Linked DNA regions of Mus musculus: all the other regions are linked to region 3. A link is a contact called in public HiChIP or PLAC-seq, Micro-C and promoter capture Hi-C data. All regions are on one chromosome and are shown on one strand. Each heading gives the region's core, a stretch centred on a gene start, on an enhancer-like site or on the middle of the called end of the contact. The rest is flanking DNA. Distances are from core to core; before and after follow the strand shown.

Evidence for each region. A called contact is a pair of places that touch in the nucleus more often than the background predicts. HiChIP or PLAC-seq counts read pairs in DNA pulled down with a chosen protein or histone mark. Capture Hi-C pulls out chosen DNA fragments and counts their contacts.
Region 1: an H3K27ac HiChIP or PLAC-seq map of embryonic stem cells shows a contact between it and region 3, with 5 read pairs. The contact joins the enhancer-like site here to the promoter of Elof1 in region 3. A contact is called at or near these places in 1 of 484 Hi-C or Micro-C datasets (Sertoli cells), 4 of 115 datasets of contacts at active chromatin or transcription factors (bone marrow-derived macrophages, embryonic midbrain, embryonic stem cells and 1 more) and 3 of 9 other capture datasets (adipose tissue, liver and pancreatic islet).
Region 2: a contact with region 3 is called in a promoter capture Hi-C map of adipose tissue. The contact joins the promoter of Rab3d here to the promoter of Elof1 in region 3. A contact is called at or near these places in 9 of 39 promoter capture datasets (the 3T3-L1 cell line, 3T3-L1-derived adipocytes, cranial neural crest and 5 more), 3 of 484 Hi-C or Micro-C datasets (cardiomyocytes, epidermal suprabasal cells and nephron progenitors), 10 of 115 datasets of contacts at active chromatin or transcription factors (bone marrow-derived macrophages, embryonic basal ganglia, embryonic stem cells and 4 more) and 4 of 9 other capture datasets (adipose tissue, embryonic stem cells, liver and 1 more).
Region 4: a contact with region 3 is called in a Micro-C map of embryonic stem cells, with 2.0 times the contacts expected there. The contact joins the enhancer-like site here to the promoter of Elof1 in region 3. A contact is called at or near these places in 3 of 484 Hi-C or Micro-C datasets (cardiomyocytes, embryonic stem cells and nephron progenitors), 6 of 115 datasets of contacts at active chromatin or transcription factors (embryonic stem cells, memory CD8 T cells, microglia and 1 more) and 3 of 9 other capture datasets (adipose tissue, liver and pancreatic islet).

What each region holds. Positions count from the first base shown.
Region 1 is chr9:22,320,447-22,324,640 of GRCm38.p6, reverse strand. It overlaps the pseudogene Gm10182. Among named protein-coding and RNA genes, the nearest start is that of Zfp810, 15 kb to the right of the region's middle. Within about 2 kb of position 2,115, at least 36 of the 459 cell types and tissues checked have an H3K27ac peak or open chromatin away from gene starts, as enhancers often do. A contact at or near this core is called in bone marrow-derived macrophages and embryonic stem cells, where this site is marked.
Region 2 is chr9:21,916,115-21,920,180 of GRCm38.p6, reverse strand. Rab3d (RAB3D, member RAS oncogene family) reads left to right here and starts at 1,998. Exons shown (of 5, transcript NM_001324531.1): 1 at 1,998-2,159.
Region 3 is chr9:22,115,772-22,120,324 of GRCm38.p6, reverse strand. Elof1 (ELF1 homolog, elongation factor 1) reads left to right here and starts at 3,130. Exons shown (of 3, transcript NM_001357311.1): 1 at 3,130-3,215.
Region 4 is chr9:21,900,007-21,904,176 of GRCm38.p6, reverse strand. No RefSeq gene overlaps it. Among named protein-coding and RNA genes, the nearest start is that of Rab3d, 16 kb to the left of the region's middle. Within about 2 kb of position 2,501, at least 92 of the 459 cell types and tissues checked have an H3K27ac peak or open chromatin away from gene starts, as enhancers often do. A contact at or near this core is called in adipose tissue, embryonic stem cells and nephron progenitors, where this site is marked.

The DNA of each region.
Region 1 (4,194 bases), core at 866-3,365, 210 kb before region 3:
AGTACAAGTGAAGGTATCCTTGTCAAAGAGTTGTGTGTACAATTACACAGCCATTGGTTGCCATCAAGGTATATGTGCCACTACTGCGCCCTCAGGATTCTTGCGCCATGTTAGCCATTGCTGTGGGTCATGGGCATACCTGGGTAAAACTGTTGGTTGCCTCCCTGTTTTGGAAGTTTGCATGGCACCTCCTGGTACTATGAATGCTGGTCTTCAGGAAGGGGACCTTGAGGTCAGTTCTAGCTCATAGACCACCACGCCCAGCTTGTATATAGCTTTTATGATATTGAGACATGTTCCATCTAGCCATACATTCTCTAGGATTCCTATCATAAAAGCATAATCCTTAACAACAATGGATAAATATTTGTCCTTATACCCTGTCCTAGTTAGGTTAGAGTTTATTTGCTTTGACGAGACACCATGACCGTGGCAAATTCTATAAAGGCAAACATTTGATTGGGGCTGGCTTAAATTTTCAGAGGTTCATTCCATTATCATCATGGCAGGAAGCAGAGGAGTGTACAGGCAAACCGTACTGAAGCAGCCAAGGGTTCCACATCTTGATCCAAAGGCGGGCATAAAGAAGAGGATCTTCAGGCAGCCAAGAGGATGCTCTCTTCTGTACTGGGTGGAACCTGAGCATAGGAGTCCTCAAAGCCCACACATACAATGACACACTTCCTCCAACAAGGCCACACCTTCTGATAGTGCCAATCTCATGTGCCAAGCATATTCAAACCACCACATTCCACTCCCAGACCCCCATAGGCGTGTTCAAACACATGAGTCTATGGGGGCCACCCTAGCCATAACATAACACAAAATACATTTAGTCCAATTCCAAATGTCCCGATAGTCTGTCAAAATCTCAACAATATTTAAAAGGCCAAAGATCAAAGTTTCTCCTGATACTCATGTGTAATCCTCTATAAAATCAAAATTAAAAGGCAGATCACGGCCTTCCAGCATCACAGGATGTACATTAGACTCCAATATCATAGTAAGGAAATGCTGGACCAAGGCCTGGCAGAAAACCATGTAGGTGAACTCCAAACTCTGCATCTCCATGTCCAATGCCAAACTGCTCTGCAGATTTCTAATACTTTCATCTTTGTTGACTGCAACAAACTTCTTTCTCTTGGGCTGGTTCCACTTCTTGTTAGCAGCTTTCCTTGGCAGGTATCCCATGACTTCGGCATCTTCATCACTATGGGGTATCCAAGGCAACTTTAACTATACAGTTTCTTGTCCAATATCTGGGACACATGATCTTCTGGGATTCTCCAAAGGGCTTGGGTTACTTTTCCAGCTCTGCCCACTGACGCACTCTGGGCTCTGGTAGACTCTATTGCACAGCTGCTGCTGTTCTTGGTAGTCATCCCATGGTACACTGGGGAATTCTGCTACAACTATGTTCCACCAGTACCCTCTTAGGCTCTCTTCAAGGTACTAAGCCTCAATTTCTTTGCATGACCCCCCATCAAGCCTTCAACTGCCTCTGAAGCTATACCTTCCCCAATGGCCTTCTCTGACCTCTCACGGTGCCGAGCCTCAGCTGCTCTCGGTGATCCCTCCATGCCTTCAAACCAGGATTACTTGGACGCTTCTTAGATATCACCAAGTCCAGGTGTGAGCACAGTGTCTATCTCTCTAACACAGCTGCTTTGTTTTCTCAAAAAAGCACGTCCCAAATTTTAGCTCAGTGGTTGTCTTAGTTAGGATTTCACTGCTGTGAACAGACACCATGATCAAGACAAGTCTTATAAAGAGAACATTTAATTGAGGCTTGCTTGCAGGTTCAAAGGTTCTGTCCATTGCCATCAAGGTGGGGGCATGGCAACATCCAGGCAGGCAAGGTACAGGAGGAGCTGAGAGTTCTACATCTTCATCTGAAGGCTGCTAGTGGAAGACTGATTTCCAAGAAGCTAGGATTGTTGGGCCCCATTTGGCCCTGGTTTGGGCCTTGAAGACAAACCCCAGCCTGGCTCGAGTTTCTGCAGCTTTGTGGGAGAGCCTAAGCCTGGCTCGAGTTTTGAGACCTGTCTCAGTCACTTCCATATCAAGATGACTCAGCAAGTCCTGTTTGGCCCTGCCTCTGCCCCACCACTGCTGATGTAGAGCTTTGCCATTGGCCCTGTCAGTCACTCCACACCCTCCATCACCCTTCCCTGCCTCCTAAGTCATCTTACCCCACCAAAAATCCTCCTCCCTATGTTCCAAATTTATATAAGTGAGAGGCTGATGCCATAACGTTGAGTTCCTGTTTTGACAAGATTCCTGGCTTGGTTGTGCTTCTTTTGGGCCGTCGACACTGGCCATCCTGCTCAGCCCTGGAGAGACCCTGGTGGGACTGGGACCTCTCTCCTCTTGCCTGGACCTGCCAGCAAGGAGCTGGCATAAGGTGATGGTCTTAAAGTCCACACCCACAGTACCGTACACACCTATTCCAAAAGACCCCCACTGTCTAATAGTGCCACTCCCTGGCATATACTTGGTGCTGGTCTCTTTTTAATCACTACTAATTTCTTAGCTCCAGCTAACCAGCACCAATTGTCACAGTAATTCCTCCTGCTCGTGACTCTAAAGCCAGAGCTCTGTGGCCAAACCTGCAAAGTTCTGCTACTTGCTGGGGCTGGAAGTGGCCCCCTTGTTCTAGACATCAGCTTTCTTGTTTCTAGCTCCTTCACTGCCTAAGCTTGATTGTTCTGGTATTTGCTGTGTAGACTGACCTTGAACTCAAAAGATCTGCATGACCATATCAGAAACACTATCACACGCAAAATCATAGATTTATCCAATGCAGTAATTATGGGTGATTTCAATACCTTACTCTCACCAATAGAAAGGTTGTCTAGAAAAAAAACAAATGCCGGGCAGTGGTGGTGCACGCCTTTAATCCCAGCATTTAGGAGGCAGGGGCAGGAGGATTTCTGAGTTCGAGGCCAGCCTGGTCTACAGGACAGCCAGGGCTCTACAGAGAAACCCTGTTTCGAAAAAGAAAGGAAGGAAGGAAGGAAGGAAGGAAGGAAGGAAGGAAGGAAGGAAGGAAGGAAGGAAGGAAGGAGAAAACAAACAAGCAGAGAAACCCTGGAATTAAATAACATCCTAAATCAAGTGGATCTAAGAGAGAGCTACAGAATCTTCTACCTTAACACTAAAGCACGGAGCAGTGTGAGGAAGCAGCGAGGACGACCCCCGGACGAAGCAAACCCGCGCGCCGCTGTATTCCGTGCTCAGCGCCGACGTCCCCTGCCGCCACCATGCCCAAAAGAAAGGCTGAAGGGGATGCTAAAGGAGACAAAACCAAGGTGAAGGACGAGCCACAGAGAAGATCTGCGAGGTTGTCTGCTAAACCTGCTCCTCCAAAGCCAGAGCCCAAACCTAAAAAGGCCCCTGCGAAGAAGGGAGAGAAGGTACCCAAGGGGAAGAAGGGGAAAGCTGACGCCGGGAAGGATGCGAATAATCCTGCAGAAAATGGAGATGCCAAAACAGACCAGGCACAGAAAGCTGAAGGTGCTGGAGATGCCAAGTGATGTGTGTACATTTTTGATAACTGTGTACTTCTGGTGACTGTACAGTTTGAAATACTATTTTTTATCAAGTTTTATAAAAATGCAGAATTTCGTTTTACTTTTTTTTTTTTTAAGCTATATTGTTAGCACACAGAACACTTCATTACTGGGTGGGGGAAGGATCATGTGTCAGTAACAAAATCTCTCCCAAGCTGGATTGAGGACAGAAAACCTCTTTCCCTGATAATTTTGGAAGGCTCCTGTTGGCTCCCAGGAGAGAGATCCTGGTCTTGACCTAGGTGGCCACCAAGGCACAACAATGCCTTGTGGTCTGGGAAAACTATAAATTCACTTTTATATCCTCTTCCCCCTGTACTATCAACATAGACTTAATTCCCTTAAAAACCAGAGACCTGTTGGAACCTGGCCCCCAAAATTGGTTTCCCAGTCCATTGAGTGATGGGGACTTTGCAGTGACTTCATTGAGTGTTCTCAGAAGAGCACTGGTTCCTTTTATAAAAGATTGTGGATCTTCAGATTGATAATTCTGCCTAAAAGTCAGGGTCGGCTTGTGAAAAGTTGTTAAAACAACATCCTTAATGTGAAATGTCAACCCTCACTCTAAGCTACTTCCCCCTTTTCAAAGCATTGAATGAAGACTTCATTGGGTTTTATAGTG
Region 2 (4,066 bases), core at 749-3,248, 200 kb after region 3:
TGTGGCCCAAGTTGGCCTGAAACTTGAGAATTTTCCTGCCTCCACCTCTCATGTACTAAAATTACAGATAGGAGCTACTATATCAGTCTCTATATTTTTGAGACAGGCTCTTATTACTATGTAGCCAATCTGATTTAAAACTTACTATGTGACCCAGCTAGCCTCAAATTCATGGCAGTCCTCGTGTCTCAGCTTCCTAGTACTAGGATGACAGAAATACACCATTTCACCTGTTTAGACACACATGCAGATAACTTTGGAGATGGAGTCTCTTCTGAGTTCAGGCTGAACTTGAAGTTACTACATACCTGAGTATGACCTTGAACTCCTGATTTCTGTCTTCCTCTACCTCCCAAATTCTGGAATTACAAATGTTAGCTACCATACCTAAAAGTCTGATTTTTTTTTTTTTTTTTTTTTTTTTTTTGAGACAGGGTTTCTCTGTGTAGCCCTGGCTGTCCTGGAACTCACTTTGTAGACCAGGCTGGCTTCGAACTCAGAAATCCACCTGCCTTTGCCTCTTCCTCCCCAGTGCCAGGATTAAAGGCATGTGCCACCACACCCGGCTCTGTTTGATTTTTTACATTTATTTATTCTTTTGTTTATTGCATGTGGAGATCAGAGGACAACTTGTGGGAATTGGTTCTCCTTCTACTCTGTTGGTCCCTGAAACCCTCATATCAGGCTTAGTAGCAACTGAATTCGAAATCTTGCTGTGTGGACTCTGGCAAATATCTACTTTTCTTTGATCCTCAGTTTCCTTATTTATATATATGAATACACTGTAGCTGTCTTCAGGCACACCAGAAGAGGGCATCAGATCCCATCACAGATGGTTGTGAGCCACCATGTGGTTCCTGAGATTTGAACTCAGGACCTCTGGAAGAACAGTCAGTGCTCTTAACTGCTGAGCCATCTCTCCAGCCCCAGTTTCCTTATTTCTAAAACATGTTTTAACTCCAAGAGCCCTTAGGCATGTTGAACAGAAGAATCTAGCACCCTTTAGAGCCAGACTCCTCCCACGTGGAACGGGGATTATGCCTAGGATTCAGGCCAGCACTGGGGAGATAGAGTAACCACTCTCTATATAAGAAGCCTTGGGCTCCATCCCTAGCACCGTGTAAAGCAGCATGGCTTTGTACACCTTCAATCCCAGACCTTGGGAGGTGGAGCCAGGGGAATCAGTTCACATTTACTCTTGGTACTTAAGGAGTTTGAGGCAAGCCTGGAAAACAAACAAAAAAATTTTAATTTTTAGAATTTTAAATTTTATTTTACATGAGTGTTTTGTCTGCACCACGTGGGCTCTTGCAGTTTGATGAAGTAAGAAGGGTCAGGTCTCCTGGAACTGGAGTTATTAGACACCATGTGAGTCCTGAGACTCAAACTCATATCCTCAACAAGAACAAGTGATTTTAACCGCTGAGACATCTCTCCAGCCCCCAAAAGTAAAAGGAATAAAACTATGGTTACACTAATCTTGTTATGAACCACTCGACAGAGGGAAACATTGAGGTTGAGAGAGGTTAAATATGTCAGGAGTCACAGTCCTAGAAAGGGGAGATGGGAATAGAACTCAGCTGCTGAGGTTTTCCTGTTAACACAGAATGCATAGAAAATGTTTTCTACCTCTAGTTAGGAAAGAGAGGCTCTGATGGGACTTAATGCCTCTTCCCGCTCCTCTGGGCTCTAGCTCAGGACCACAGACTTGCACTCCCAGATCCCTACCACCCCTCTCCTACCATACTACCAGGTCCCATCCTCTCAACTCCCTGCCCACCTCTGACGCCTCTTGAGGTGGCCCCGCCCCTGCCAGACCCCACCTCCGCCTGCAAGGCTCGCCCACTCAGCTAGGACTTTTGTGGCGTCCAAGCCTCCGACAGGCCACGCCCATCTCCTGGCTCCGTTGGCGGCGCCCACACCCGTAAGACCACGCCCACCGCCGGGCGCCAACTCTCAAGGCGCCCCGCCCCTTCTAGGCCCCACCCGCTCACCTCGCCTAGTCTTCTGCGGCCTCGCCCCCTCCGCCTGGGCGGAGCCGGCGCGGGATCCGGGTGTCAGTGTTGGCAGCGCCGGCAGCTGTGGGGCGAGGGTCGCAGCCCTGTGCGGGGCCGTAGCAACTTCGTGGGCGGATCCTGGTGTGCAAGGCGGGACCCGAGGTGAGCCCAGGAGCGAGTGCACCTGCCAACCCGCTGATACGCGCGTGCACTATGACAGGGTTGAACTGGGGTCCGCGCGAGCCTGGGTCCCGCACCCCCTGTCAGTGCTGCTGGCTCTTCTGGGTTCCCCGCACCCGGCAAGCTCTGCGAACGGTGGCGGGGTGGGCGAGAAGCCCAGCTTGGGGCCGAGCGACGGCGCCATATGGTGATGGGGGAGGCACTTGCTGGTGCACGCAGTGCAGTGACTGTTCGGGTGCCAACCTTGAGGGCTAGGGGACCCCTAGATGGCCCAGAAGAGAAGCCGTGGTGGGGCGGGGGCCAGCCTGGAGGCCCTGCCCGACGGACGCCTCAAACCCGTTCTCCCGGAACACAGGGTGGGGTTGGCTGCGTTCTCCTTAGAAATGCACGGAGTAGAGAAACAGAAAACACCGAAGGCCATTGAGAAATACTTTTGCTTGGGCTTCGGAGAGCAGCTCTAAGCTAGACAGCTGGAGAAAGCAAAGTGGGGGCGGGGGTGGGGGAGAGCTTGGAAGAACACCCTAGATTTGGATAAAACAGAATGCTGGAGTGTGGGAAGATATAAACAGGAGGATATGGGGTGGTGGGTTTTGCAGTCATTAAGTGGCTAGGATAATTCTCTTGGATTTGATGACTTTCAGTCCTGTCTTTGTGGACCATGGCTGGGGTGAGTCAGCTTTGGCCAAGAGGGAGCCAGGCCCGGCCCCTTTGACAAATAAAATGGTAGATACCCACTTGGGAGCCTAACTGGGCCTTTAAACCTTATGTTATATATATAGAAATTACCCTCACCCTGGGAGACAGGGAAAGGGTTACAGTGGATTTGGAGAGGACAGGACAGCACCCCAGAGGCAAGCACCAGCTAAATTCAACATCCAAGCCTTGATGGAAGGGGCTCTGTCTAGCTGGCAGTCACACACACACCTACACACCTGGCCATACCAGCTGCTTGCACTGGGCAAAGTCCAGCTTGCAGCCCGTGCAACTTCCTCACCACCACGGCCCCCCAGCCCCAACTGGCCCTGAGTTTTCACCTGTTACCTGGTCCTGCACCTGAAGGGAGAAGATCTGAACCTTCCACTATAAAGGTTCCATATTTCTTTCCTTTTTCTCTTTCTCTCTCTCTGTCCCTCTCTCTTTCTTTTTTCCTTCCTTCCTTCCTTCCTCCCTTCCTTTCTTTCTGAGACAAGTTCTCATATAACCCACCCCAGTTTGGTAAGGAACTTCCAATGTAACGCAGGATGGCTTTGAACGCCTGGTACTCTGTTTCCACTCTGTAGTGCTGAAATTACAGGTGTGCACATCACACCTGGTTTGCTGGGTGCTGGGGCTGAAAACGCAGGTGAGTGCTCTACTCCCCAGCCCTCAGCCTCACCTTTGTGTAAAGATTAAATAGCAACCACAGCCCTCTCACTGTGGTGTTTCTTTCTTATGCACAGCTGTGTCTCTTCAGAGACCCATGCCTGGTGCAGAGACTCAGCAGAAGTTTGTTGATGAATACCACAAGGATCATTAAGAAGGGCACAGTGGTGCACACCTGTAATCCACAGCTCCAGAGGCAGGGATCCACCACATGGGGAGTTTGAGGTCAGCCTGAGCTACCTGAGATCTTTCCTTAAAGAATAAAAGTGGAAAAAATGAGAAGGAGTAGAGAGATGGCTCAGCTGCTAAGAGCAGTTCTTTCAGACAACCTGACTTAGATTCTCAGAGCCCAGGTCAGGCAGTTTACAGCTGCCTCTAACTACAGCCCCGAGGTGGAGCCACGTCCCTGTCAACCCCATACACCAGTCACATATGCAGCCTTAGTCTTACTCCAGAGTGAGACCTTGTCTCAATAAATAAATAAAAATAAATAAAACTTTAAAACTAGGGCTAGGGGATGGCTTTGC
Region 3 (4,553 bases), core at 1,881-4,380:
TGTCCTTAAAAAGAAATCACTTCTGACCCTGATCCTTGAGGCAAAGTCTAGACTCATCCTTGTTTCTCATAGGACATTACGGAGGCCCACACAATTCTCAGCATCATGTTTGTTCTGGTTTGCTCTCTACTGTGGTGATAAACCGCTCTGACCAAGAACAACATAAGGGGGAAAGGGTTTATTAGGCTTGTACTTCCAGATCTCAGTCCATCACTGAGGGAAGTCAGCACAGGAACTCAAGGCAGGAACTGAGGCAGAAGCTGTTAAATGGTGCTGCACATGGGTTGCTCTCCATGGCGCTGTCATCCACCTAGGACCATCTGCCCAGGGCTGGCACCACCCACAGTAGGCTGGGTCCTCTCACATCGATCACGAAGAAAGTGTCCCACAGGCTTGCCTACTGGATAGTCTGATGGAGGCATTTCTCAATTGAGGTTCCCTGTCCCCAGATGACCCTAGTTGTGTGCCAAGTTGAAAAAAACAAAAAAACCAAACCCACATACCCAACACAGGTTGCCAACTAGCTGTGACTACAGCTCGGCCCTTCTCAACTCTCTTGGAAATTCACAGCCACCAAGCCTCTTCCCACTGATTCAGAGGCTCCTGGCAGTCGGAGCTCTGAATCAGCAGTCAGCTTCACCCAATGTCCCTTTTCCCAGAGTCTAGAAAGGAGAAGTGACAAAGTAAATGTCACATGTAGAATGCAAACCAAGTTCCCTATCCAGCTAAGCACCAAATGCTACAAAGATTTCTCAGAGGCACGGCGAGGGACACTGGAGGCTGTGCCATGCCCGCAGATGGACTTCTGTCCAGCTGAGGTGACAGTAGCTACCACTTGCTGGTTTTGAGATCAATGTTGTTTGTCCCCTGCACTTGAAGTGAAACCCAGGGCCCTGTGCATGCTAAGCAAACACTCGACCACGCAATCCACAGTCCCTGGGTGCTTTTTCTTAGATACGGTCTCACCATGTAAACCAGCCTGGCCTCAGACTCACAGAGCTCTGCCTGCCTCTGCTTCCTTGGTGCTGTGTGCTACCACACCCAGTTTATTACTACTGGTGTGTGTGTGTGTGTGTGTGTATGTGCACATATATCATGACACACACATGGAAGCCAGAGAACTACTTGGAGGGACTGGTTTTTCTTCTTCCACCATGGACTCTGGGTATTGAACTCGAGTCACCTAGCTTGCAGGGCAATCATGGTTACCTTGTGAGCTGTCTCTCCACCCCACGGTTGGCTTTTTGAAACAAGAATTCACCGTATAGCTTGGGTTTTTCTGGAGACCACTGTGAAGTTAGGCTGGTCTCTGGTGTATGCAGATTTCTCGTTTCCCAATCCTGAGTGTAGAAATTAAAGGGTCGATTTACCATGCCTATCTTTGATTTTTTTTTTAAGTTTTGGGGGCTGGAGCTAAGTTGCCCAGGCTGACCTTGATCTGTTTAGCCTCTTGCTTCAGCCTCCACAGAGGCTGGCATGACGACTTACAACAAGCCAGGCTAAGACATCGGATTGTTTATTTTAATTCTGTGATTTTATTTATTTTGATACGAGGCATGATGGCTGGCCAAGTCCTTGTGGTTAGGAGTCAAAAGCACGGCATGGTTGAACACACCTGTAATCCCAGCTCAGGAGGCTGAGATAGAAGGATTTCATTGTCAGAATGGGCTATAGAGAGAAACCCTGTGATTGGCTGCCCCAAGCCCCTGCTGCCAGTCTTCCACGTCGCCGCAGACCATGCCCTTGAATTGTGAGCCAGAAGAAACTCGTCTTCTCTCACGCTGCAGGCAAGATATTTCATCAAGTCGGCAAGCTACAGGGTAACATGCATAGACTTATCCCACGTGCATTTGTGGTTTTGTTTTGTTTTTGTGAGCCTCCCACTGTTGCCAAGGTTAGCTTTGAATTATTCACATTAGCCCAGGCTGGTTAAGAACTAGCACAGATCTTGTTTCTGCCTTCTGAGTACTGGGATTTAAGTCCTGAACCACTACACTCCTGTGTGAGTAGATGCTGCCAACCAGAAATGGTCTTCAGAAAAGGCAGTTCCAAGGATGGCACTGCCCCCTATAGGGCATTCTCTTTAAAGCATGCGTAACAACGTGTGACACAGCTAAGCACTTTCCGTGTGTGTGTGTGTGTGTGTGTGTGTGTGTGTGTGTGTGTGTTAAGAATTGCCTTTACCCGCTGAGCCATCTTGCTGGTCAGAGCCTTTAATTAAGAAAAGAAGTATGTACTCAGCAGGTATATTTGTGAGGGTCTGCATGTGAAAGCCAGACCCTCACATCTCTCCATCTTACATATTGATGTAACGCAGTGTCTCTTGAACCCAGAACTCACCTCATCTGGCTAGTCACCGTGCCCTGGGGATCCTGTCTCCTGCAGGCTTGGATTACAGGCGGGTAACCAAGCCTACCTGGCTTTTCTGTAGATGCTAGGGATTCAAGCTCCTGTCTTCAAGCTTACCTGACAAGCGTGCTGGAGGCCCATATAAGGACCCTGGAAGAAGGAAGGCTCACTTTTCTTCGCCTGCTTGCATTTACTTGCCAGTACGTCTGTTGGAACCTATTTCTATTTCTTTACCAGCTAAACCAACTGGCCTCGTGGGACTGAGCGACGAACTACTAGATTCTTGGACTTCCCATTCACAGCTGACCATCGTTCGGGTAGTTGGACTACAGACTGTTAAGTCATCACAATAAATCCCCTCAATATAGAGACATTCCATAAGTTCTGTGACTGTAGAGAACTCTGACTAGTACAATGTATTTTGACCATTAAACCCCCTTACCCGTTCTCCTGTCTCACAATCCCGCTGATCCCCTCCCTCTCCCAACTCGTCTCTTCTAGGGCTAGGATATTGGAGTGAGCATGGAGGGTAGGGAAAATCTAGGGTTTCAAGGAGGTAAGACAAGTGAGACGAATCCAGGAAGATGATTACAGGTGAGGACCTTAACCAGGATGAGTACAGGTGGAGCCACCGCTCCTCGCGATCACGAACACCCCTAGGATTTTGCTTGTGATTGAGCAGGACTGTGGCGCATGCGCTGTAACAATTGCGCGGAGCCAGGTAGTTGGAGGCGGGGTCTACACGCGCATTTAATTGGTTAAGGAGTGGGCGGGAAACCCAAAGCGATATTTCCGTTTCCGTTAGGGGCCGGAAGTTAGCGTCTCCTGGGTGAAGCGGCCTTGGCTGAGAGGCAGGGCTGGTACAAGTAAGTGTAGGGTCTCGCGGGCGGGCGTTGGGCCGGGCGGACCGGCGCTCTTCTCTAGATCACCCGCAGGGCGTAGAGCTGAGGCCGGGGCATGGCTTTGAGGACGGCCTCGTGGGGAGCCTGACCCCTGGATCCCTGCAGCTGGGCGAGCGGGCGGCGCCACCGAAACCTGGGTGAGGCGGACGCCGTCGCTCTGCCCAGATCCCTTCCCGCCGTCCCGGTCGCCTCGGGACACCATGGCTCGTTCGCAGGCTGCGGTTTGCCGGTGGGATTCTGGGGCCCCACAGAGACAGATTCCGGGCAATTCACTGATTTGTTCAACAAGTAGTTATTAAGTGCCTAAGGTATACCAAGCACTGTGCGTCCTGGGGATACAGCAGTGACCAAGTGAAATCCTTCCTCAGAGATTGATGGGCAGGGTGGCAGACGCCGGAGGAGCTTTGAGGAGTTTTAAGGTGATCGTGAGTTTGTTTTGGATGCTGTGTGTGTGTGCGCGCGCGGGAGAGAGAGAGAGAGAGAGAGAGAGAGAGGCAGCCAACAACTTCACCTGCCAAGCCATCTCCCTTGCCCTATTTTGAAAGTGTTAGAAATCTTTTGTCCTACATTTTTCCCTATATGTGTAGTAGAATGTGTACAGAAGTTAATGGACAACTTGGGAAATACATCCTCGCTTTCCACCTTTACGTGGGTTAGGGTTCCAAATTCAGCTTTTCTGGCTTGGCAGCAGTGCCCATAGCAGCTGAGACAGGATCGACTAAGATGCCCCGCCTGCCCCGCCTGCGATTCCGTTGTAGCTAGCTGGTTGCCAGGGCCAGATGGGAGGGGATGCAAACACATCCACCTAGACAGTTGACAGCTGGGCTCGGCACCAGGCAACGCTTCACCGTGAGGGTTTGGCCTTTCCTTTTGTGTGTCTCACACTTTTGTCTCCGTTGCTCCGGGAGCTTCAGCCATTCGTTCTGAAGTAAAACGACGAGAAAACCCTTCATCTGGCTCAGACTCTTCCTGGCTGTCTTGTCATCAAAGCTGCCTTTTGTCATCTGGAATGACTCCAGAAGAGAAGGTCTTTCCTGATCTCTTTCACCCAAAGTAGCCCCAGCTCAGAGATTTGTATTTCGCTCTAATAGCCTCGTAGAAATAGGATTCATCCAGTTACAAGTTTTCTCAGGAGCCTGTCATCTGTAACTATTAGTACAGATATATTAAAGATTTATTTATTTTTATCTTTTGTGTCTGCCATATCTGGATCCAGGGTATCTGATATGTGACCTCAAAACCCACAGATTGAGGACCCCTGCCCTAGAGCCTTATCCATGCTTGGCTACTATCAGCTGAATT
Region 4 (4,170 bases), core at 1,252-3,751, 220 kb after region 3:
CCATCAAAGCCCAGAATTCTAGAAAAGTCTCTAAATGTACAAACCCTTGCCTTTGGGCTTCCGTAGTTCTGCTTCTGGTTAACTGTTCTTGTTAACTGAGTATAGCAACCAGAATATGGTTTTTATGGTTAAAAGCTCACCCTGAAAAAGGTTCGTGGCTACACAAGGATCCTGAACACCCAGTGTAGTCCCTGGCCAGCTAGTAAAGACTTCCGCCTGCTTAAACCCACTTTGCAGTCTTCTCTGGTGGGTGCCTTACAACCGCAGCTTCATCCTTGACAGAGGCCAAAGATGCCAAATGTGTTTTGGGAGCTCTTAGCACTGATCTGGTTCCTAAATGATTCTAGGGTTACCTTTTGTGAGGCAGAAAGCTAATAGCAGTTTTGTTTAGAGAAAAGGCCTTGTTAAGAACCTCTGGCCTGTGTGCTGACCTAACATTCCATTGGGGCAGGGTCTCACTCTTGTAGCCCTTAAAAATTCTAAAATCCACACCACAAGGGGCTGGAGAGGTGGCTCTGTGATTAAGAGCACTGGCTACTCTTGCAGAGGTTTGATTCCCAGCATCCACATGGTGGTTCACAACCACCAGTAACGCCAGTCCCAGGGGATCTGATGCCCTCTTCTGACTTCCATGAATACCATGCATAGACACAGTGTACAGACATACATTCAGGCAAACACCCATAAGCAAAGTGAATAAATAAATCCCCAAACCCAGAACCCACTGGGCTTGTGCCCCGGCTCCCCTCCCCCCCTTGCAGCTTTGCACTTTGTTAGTTGGGCGGGGGGAGGGATGGGAACAGGGAGAGTAAAGAGACAAAAGGCAGGAAAGGAACCAAATCTGACCTCAAGGATGAGACTTTATTTCAAACCTGGAAAGACAGAGGACTAGGCATTCTCCCGCAGGATGGAGGTCCTGCAAGTTGGGAAAGCTGGCTGGGAGCTCATTAAGAGGTGGGTGTGCTGGCCTGTGGTCTCTCCTTCCTCAGATTATTTGCTCGAGGTGAGACAGGCTGTCTCAGAAGACATTTCTCTCTGAGCTGACTGGTAATGGTTGAGCAAGGCCAGCTGTAACCTCGTGGGGATTCTGTTTTTACAATCAAGGTACTCTATCACACTCTACACACCACAAATAAATAAAGAAGATTATGTTTTTACAAACAATTGTGAGGTGAGTGACGTAGTCCTGGGACAAGGTGACAACTTGATTTCACTCTGAAATCAGTTGGATTGGATCTCCTTTTTGGTATTTCCTTCTGTAGAATATATTCCCCATAAAAGTGAGAGGATGTCAGAACCAAGTGAGTGCCCGGCCTGGTGTTGAACCTGGGAGACAGAGTCAGGTGGATGTCTGTGAGTTTGAGGACAGCCTGGGCTACACAGTAGCCTGTCTCAAACCAAACAAACAAACAAACAGGCAAAACAACAACAACAACCAAAATCAAACAACAGTAATAAAAACAAAACAAAACGAAACAAAACAACCAACCAACAAACCAAACCTACCTTGACAGACTGCAAGTGATGCTGTAAAGACGCCAGGCCTTTTGAAGACAGAAAGCCTTTGTTGGTGAGTACAGAGGGAGAAAGGGAGAGTGCCTGGTGCCTTTGTTTTGCCACAGGAGGAGTGACCTCAATGTAACTTTAAAGATGTTTAACCATAGAGGGGCATTCTGACACACCAGGAGTTAGGCACAAGGAAGCACCATGACTCCCTGCCTGAATTAGATCAATCTTTTAAAAGCACCCACCCTCAGGTATTTCATTATTACAAAACCTAGACTCACACACACACTGTTACACTTAGCTGTTTCAAGTTCATATCATCGCCAGGAATGCAAAACCAAAACCAAGAAAGACAAAGGGACAGATAGCGTTTTGCTAGTATTTTATTATCAATTCCTCCCCAAAGAGCAGTGAGTGCCCCAGAGAAATAAAAGAGGAGACTCAGTCCCCAGCAGCCAGGTGGACTGTGGCCTGCCTTTTGCCAGATTTTGTCAGCCCGGCTTGATGAACAGCAGTAAAGGTGGCAAGAATTCCCGGCAGCTGCGGGGAGGGATATCCAAAGCAAAACCAAGCTGGATGGAGCTACCAAGGTGGCTCTGTGGATAAAGGCGCTTTGCTGCCAAACCTGATGACCTGAGTTCAATCCCTGAGACCCACAAGGTGGGATTCCCGCATGTTGTTCTCACAGTGCCCGCCTCCCCACACAAATATTTTTAAAGTTATTTTACAGATTTGTTTTTATGTGTATGAGTGTTTTGTCTGATTGTATATATGTGCACCATGAGTGCAGCCAGGGTCAAAAGAGGGCGTCGGACCCCCGGAAACTAGTGATGTGGCCCTCATCCGTGGTCATTGCTCTGAAGCTGGGAAGGAAAGAGGCAGAGAAGAGGCAGCTCTGTACGCTGAAACTTTTGGCTAATACTTAGACTAAGCCTCCATCTGAATCAATAACTCTTGCCTGGCGCTTTGCCCCCGCTCAAGGACTACATTTCCCAGAATCCCATACAATGACTTCCTATAAAGCTGTACCAATAGAAGGCAGTGTTCGCTAACTTCCGGTAATGGTTACAAAATGGAAGCATGAATGGGAGAAGCATGTACCGAGAGGAAAATCTTGGAACCACTGTTCTCAACCCTAGTCTTCAGCTCTGCGGTTACAGCTGGGGAACGATGTGTTTTCCTGTGTTAAATCTGTTATTTTATTATTTTAGGCAGGGTCTCATTGTGTGTCCAGGCTGTTCTGAAATTTACTATGTAGTCCAGGAGGTCCTTAGAACTCAAGAGATCTGCTTGTCTTCCGCCTCCCAAATAGGCCACTAGGCCAGACTGATTTTGTTTTTAGATAGAGTCTTGTAACCCAAGCTGTCAAACTCGTGATTTTCCTGCCTCCCCTCCCAAATCCTAGGATTACTGGTGTATTCCACCATATTTGGGTTTTGATCACATTTTCTTTTAAAAATATTTCTTTCCTGTATGTGAGCATGTGAATTTGCACGTCTCCTGGTATGAGTGTAGACAGAGGTCAGAGAACAACTTTGACATTCAGTTCTTTCTACCATGTGGATTCAGGGACTCGAATTCAGGCCATTTGGCTTGGCAACAAGCACCATTGCTAGCTAAACCATCTTGCTGGCCCTCTGTTGTGTGTGTGTGGTGTGTGTGCAAGCATCGGGAATGCATGTTTGTACATGTAAATACGGAGGTCAGACACTGATGCTTGGAGTCTTTGTTTAGTTTACACATTTAACTTTTAAATTATTTCATTTATTCACTAGGGGTTGGGGGATGCGGGTAAGCCACAACTCAGATGTGGAGGTCTGAGACAACATGTTGATGGTACGTCTATCTTATGGGTTCTAGGTATCCCAAATCAGATCTCCATGCTTGTAGTGCAAGCACGTTACAGCCTCGGAACTTGAATTTTGTTGATACTGTTGTTGGGTGGTTTTACTTTTTAAGACAGGGTCTCTATGTAGTCCTGGCTGTTCTAAAACTCACTATGTAGACCAAGTTGGCCTTGAACTCAGAGACCTACCTGCCACCAACATGTGCCTGTGTGTCCTTGTGCTGGGATTACAGGACCTGCCACCACAGTGGGCTTAGATGAGAAATTGATTTTCAGAAGGAAAGCCTGTGATTTTGTTTAAAAGTTAGAGCTGGGCGTAGTGGTGACAGCCTTTATTCTCAGCACTCAAGAGGCAGAAGTAGGTAGAGCTCTGTTAGTTCGAGGCCAGCCTGGTCTACATTGCTAGTTCTGAGGCAGCCTGCCTACACAGTGAGGTCCTGTCTCGAAACAAAAAAGTTGGAGGATATTCTAATATTTAGTACTCGATCCATATGAGCAGCACACCCCATAATTCATTGTCTTACAAGTCTAGGTAATGTTAAAAAAAAAAACAAAGCCAGATTTATTAAAAAGCAGTTTTCATGGCTGTTTGCTTGTGTGTATGGTGTGTGCACACCCTGTATGCCTGTGAGCAGAGGCAGGGGAGTGTCTTGCTCTACCATTCTCTGCCTTAGTTACTAGAAGGGAGTCTGACTGAATCTGGAGCTAGGCTGGCATCATCTTGAGGTCCTTGTGTGTCAAACACATCTCTCTGCCCTCCAGCAAAGCTGCCCCAACCTTAAGCAAAAATCTCTCACCAGAAACCAAAACAGATCCAG